Regions from separate parts of the Columba livia genome. Here region 1 is linked to region 2. Evidence: chromatin contacts called from public Hi-C data. All regions are on one chromosome and are shown on one strand. Each heading gives the region's core, a stretch centred on a gene start, on an enhancer-like site or on the middle of the called end of the contact. The rest is flanking DNA. Distances are from core to core; before and after follow the strand shown.

Region 1 (2,700 bases), core at 41-2,540, 72 kb after region 2:
TATTATTTTGATAACTGTTTTCTGTGACACAAGATTTTATTTCCCTCCTGGAGTTTCAGCACTCTGGAATAGTGAATGTTTCCAAAATAGGTAAAATTCATAATCTGCAGGCAATCCACAGTTTTCCTTAGAATGTAGAACCAAATGAGCATTAATTAATATATATGTTGCGTGAAGCTTGGTTATAAGAAGGGCTACAGAAAATCTTGTATTCGTTCTTTTCAGTGTTGCCAGAAAGAGCAAAACCAGAGCTTTAAGATGGAAATATTAATTCTATTTATTCAATATCTAATATTTAAACTGGGAAAATAAGTTTGCAAATACCTGAGGCAGTCTCATTCTGATATGTTTCAGCTGTATCCAGAAATACTAGAAAAAATAATTTGACAGAACTTTCACGCTTCACCTTCTAAGAGCAGTTTATTACAGTGCATAAAGGAACTTTGTTTAAATGAGGGGATTTTAGTCACTTTCTAAAGAATAAGACCTTTCTTTTGTTCAAAATATTTCTAGCAGTAGAAAGCTAATCTTTATTATGTGGTATGGAGGAAGTCTGAGGAAGAACTGTATTTGACTCTTCACTGACATTATTCATTGGGATCAGATACAGCCCCATTAATAATTGAATACTTTCAACTGGACCATATAGAGTTTGACTTGTCGGTATTGATGGTAAGAATCACAACCAAGTTAATCAAACACCATGTTTTTGAAACTAGAAGCACTTAACCAATGTTGATATTGTGGAATATGTGTAATATAATCAGCTTTAAGACACACTGTGGGGGAGGGGTGACGAAGCAGAAGTTTCCTGTCATGGGACTATTGCTTGAAAGGGAAGCAGCATCTGGTAATGATTTTGCATTTTGGGTCTGTGACTTTCCCATGACTTCTGCTTTTGGAATGGGTTTTGTTATTAGAATTGTTTTTATATAAGCATGTGCTTGATGTTGCAACCTGGGTAAGAACACACAGATAAAAATATAGTCAGTAGAGAACCCCCTTGGTGGTAAATGTGGGATATTAGATCATTCTCGTAGGGATGTGTTACTGAGTGATATTCATGCAATGCTGTTAGCACTTGATTTTGCTAGTTGGCATTGAAGTAGCTGGCATATTTATAGGTGTTATTCACTGCTGTTTGACGTTGGGGCTTTATTTCAAAGAAAAATCTGAATATGCGTGACAGTAGAATTATTTCTCACTGTACTGGGAATTTCAATGTCTTTTGGGTAGGGGGAAGCAGAGGAGATCTGTAGAAGGAGGAATTGTGATAGATAGCTATGTTCCATTCTTCTTATCGCTACAAGGTTTTTCTGCCAGTGATGATTTTCACTTAAGGTGCAATTCATAGGTACAGTAGTACCTGGTAATGGTAAATGAAGAACTGTAGGTAAGTCTGGGGGCATATATGCCTTTCTTAGGGACTGATTACTTTAATCATCTATCTTTATTCAGCACTGGGGAGGCCACACACACAGTGTTGTGTCCATTCTGGGCTTCCCAGTACAAGAGAGACATGCCCAGTGACAAGACCAGAGGCAACAGGCAACAACTGAAACACAGGAGGTTCCCTCTGAACATCAGAAAACACTTTCTCACAGTGAGGATAGCTGAACACTGGCAGAGGCTGCCCAGGGAGGTTGTGGAGTCTCCATCCTTGGAGATACTCTGGACACAGTCCTGTGCCACCAGCTCTGGGTGGCCCTGCTTGAGCAGGGGGGTTGGACCAGATGCCCTCCAGAGGTGCCTTCCAACCTCAACACTTCTGTGATTCTCTCTTTTTGAACTGTATTGCAAAACATTTAAGGTAGGAACTAAAACACTTTTTGTTCTGGTTTGTTGTTGTTGTTGTTGTTGTTTTTGTTTTGTTTTGTTTTTTCAGATGCGTTGTCAAGGCCCTATTTAAAGTATAATTGCAGAAAACTTCAAACCATCAGGTAGATGGCAAACAGCCACATGAAAAGAACCAGTCTCAGTGCTGCTGAGCAGGTAAGTTAGAGAAGTACCAGGCTTGGCATAATCCTCCTGAAAATTACAGTTTATAAGGGTTGCAGGTAAGCCTGGAAAATTTCTTACAGACACGCTTGTGTCGCAATGAAAGCTACCATTTGGTAAATTTTTAAGGAAAAATATACTCTTGTTGCAGTTTGATAGTCATCAGGAAAAAAAAAAAAACAAACGAATATTCTGTGACACTTAACCTGCATTTCTTAACTGTCCATTTATCCTTCCCCCAAATTTCCTTATCCATAGCACCCTTACTAAGAAGTGCAGTGTTACGCTGGAACAATTTCAAGGCATCAGAAGTGCCACTTTTTGACAAATTGATTATTTGCCATTGCTGTCTGTGCCAGATAATCCAAACTTTCGAAGGCTTGCTTAAGCGATTGGTTATGTACTGAGTATATTAAATAAATTTCTATAAATGGAAGCAAGATTGCCTGCAAGTATTCTAGCAAGAGATCTTTTCTTAGACCATCAACTCTTATCTTCTTGATGCTGCCCACATGTCTGATACTGCAGCTAGCTGGCAAGTGAATGTCACACACATCTTGATGAGAAAGGCTTTCCAATTATATTAGAGTGGTGGTGGCCTTAGTAAATTCTTGTTTTCATGACAGATGATATTTCCTAGATATCTTCTTTCCCACTGAGGCAAAAAAATTCACCCCTCAACCCTTAAAACTGTCACTGTCC
Region 2 (2,700 bases), core at 92-2,591:
GGCTCCACCTGGAGCAGGTGCACCTCTAAGGGACTGCAGTGTGTGGATAAGTCCACACCAGAGCAGGGACAAGGGAAGGAGCTCATTGTGATGTGAAACCCCATGGTCTCATTCAAAGGGACCAGGGCAGAGATTGTAATGAAAATACCTTTAAATTGTTGTAACCCATGATTTGAGTTGCATGTTATAGGAATTATTACAGCAGGAACCACTTGAACCAATTGAGAACAATGCAAGTGCAGCAGTGACCTGACCTGAGCCAGCTTTAGTGCCCAGTAACTCCACACAACACATCACCTCTCCTGTCCTGAATGATGAGCATAACAGATGGAGACCAAAGTCATGGACTAAATGAACTCAATGGACATTTTGTTGACATTTGTGGGGGTTTTAAAGATGTTTCATAGGGCTGGTTCACAGACTAAAGGAAGGGTATCTGTGTATTGTATCAAAGGAACAGAAGCAGGATGGTAGTTAAAGAGAATGTATTGGATAGTGTGCAACTTGACCATGATGTAAACCATTTGGAATAAGGGGTGGAGAATGTGCTGGTTTTGGCTGGAATAGAGTTAGATTTCTTGGTAGTAGCTAGTATGGGGTTCTGTTTTGGGTTTGTGCTGGAAACAGTGTTGATAACACAGGTATATTTAGTTATTACTGAGCAGTGGTCACACAGAGCCAAGGCCTTTTCTGCTTCCTACAGCACCCCACCAGCGAGTGGGCTGGGGGTGCACAAGAAGTTCAAGGGGACACAGCTGGGACAGCTGACCCCAGCTGACCCAAGGGATATTCCATGTCATATGACGTCATGCTCAGCATATGAAGTTGGGGAAAGAAGAAAGAGTTTGCCATTCAGAGTGATGTCATTTATCTTCCCAAGTCACTGTTACATGTGATGAAGTCCTGTTGTCCTGGAGATGGCTGAACACCTGCCTGCCAATGTGAATGAATTCCTTGTTTTGCTTGTGTGTGCGTGTCTTTTTCTTTACCTATGAAACTGTCTTAATCTCAACCCACGAATTTTCTCACTTTTACTCTTCCAGTTCTCTCTGCTATCCCACCGGGTGAGTCAGCGAGTGGCTGTGTAGTGGCCTAGTTGCCAGCTGGGGTTAAACCATGATACCACCTCATCCATTCGGGTGCCCATTAATGCAAATATTTTTATGAAACACGGGGAGCAGCACCGTGCTCCACAAAGGAGGCAGGGGATCAGCAAGCGCTTTCGCAGCTTTCTGCCGAGACTTCCCTTCATAACAAGCATCATTGCGCTGGACTAGATGATCTCCAGAGGTCACTTCCGACCCAAATAATTTTGTGACTCTGTGATCAGAGACTTAACAGGGGGTGGGGCGGGGGCGTGGCGAGGCAGGTCACGGAAAGTGAAAGAAGGGCAGAAAGAGCGTCCCGTCAGTGCGGGGAGAGAAGCTGTGCTCCGGCAGGGCAGCCTCCGGCGGGACGCACACCCCTCGATGAGTGAAGCGGTGCCCTGACGCCGGGACCCACCGGACACCGCCCCTCGACGGACGGAAATTCCCCCTTCCCCGGCCGGACGGCGAGGGCGGGGCGACCCGCCCCCTCCTCCGCCATTTCCCGTTCGGCGCCCCCACCCGCCACCTCTCCGTCGGCCTTGCCGGGGAGCCATGGGGAGCCGGCGCCGAGCGGAGCTGAATGGATGGCGTCTGCTGCGAGGTACGGCTTGGATGGCGGCGGCGTCCCCCCGCTTTCCATTAGTGGCTTGTCGCCCGTGTGGCGGGGGGGGCCTGTCTGTGGTGCGGGTGTCGGGGCTGCTCCGTGAGAGCAGCCGGAGCGAGGGCTGGGGTGGCTTCCGACTGCTGCGGGGCGCGGCCGGGCCGCGCTGTGTTCCCTGCTGTGCTCCATCGGCGAGGTGAGGTGTCTGCGGACGGCAGGCCCGGCTTCCCGAGCCGCGGTCGGCGGCGCCGGGGTTTCCTGAAAAGGCGGCGGGTCCGTGTCCGCGCTTTGGCGGGCGAGTTGTGTGTGGAGGCCGCTCTTGGCTGGAACCCGTGTCCCCGCGGCACGTTTTGGCGTTAATATCTGCTGAACCGCGCGTAAAAAACAGCCGGTTATTCGAGTGGTTTCTTCGGCGCTGTTACTGAATGCAAAATCATCCCTAGCGGTAGTCTGTGAGGTGCATTGTAGCTGGTTTGGACGCAGGTAATCTTGTAGCTCAAGACCAGAAATCTGTAAGCTAAAAATATACAACCGTAGACTCTGACAGAGCTGCTTGTCGCAAATGCTGTGCCGTCGTCCCCCCCCCGGCCCCGCGCCGTGCTGGAGGGCACAGGGCAGCCGAGGAGCCCATAGGTTTAAGTGTTGCATGTCCTGCAGTGGTTCCTCCAGAGGCATGTCCAGCTCACCGGTGGCACCACTGGCAGTGGATTGAAAACCTGCTCCTGGTTAATGGATTTTTAAGGTTAAGTGATTTCGATGTTCTTAGAAGCGACTTATCCAAAGTCGCCCAGCAAAGCCAGGAATAGAGTGCGGGCATAACATTACAACGCACAGTTCGATTCCCTAACACACATGGATTCTGTACGAACATCAATCTGTGCATTGTATTACCTGTGTAGTTCTTAAACATACTTCTGCTGACATCTCCGCCTGAAACATCTCCTGTGGTGTCTTTCTTTCAATATTCAGATAAGTAGATTTCTATAAATAATTATGCCACCTGTTTGTTTC

Evidence for each region. Hi-C and Micro-C count contacts between places; a contact is called where the count stands out from the background.
Region 1: a Hi-C map of crop shows a contact between it and region 2, with 2.0 times the contacts expected there. The contact joins the enhancer-like site here to the promoter of IFNAR2 in region 2. A contact is called at or near these places in 2 of 2 Hi-C or Micro-C datasets (crop and liver).

Annotation. Positions count from the first base shown.
Region 1 is chr1:91,873,706-91,876,405 of bColLiv1.pat.W.v2, forward strand. No RefSeq gene overlaps it. Among named protein-coding and RNA genes, the nearest start is that of IFNGR2, 17 kb to the right of the region's middle. Within about 2 kb of position 1,291, at least 1 of the 3 cell types and tissues checked has an H3K27ac peak away from gene starts, as active enhancers do.
Region 2 is chr1:91,801,674-91,804,373 of bColLiv1.pat.W.v2, forward strand. It overlaps IFNAR2 (interferon alpha and beta receptor subunit 2), which reads left to right and starts at 1,342. Exons shown (of 10, transcript XM_065066640.1): 1 at 1,342-1,689.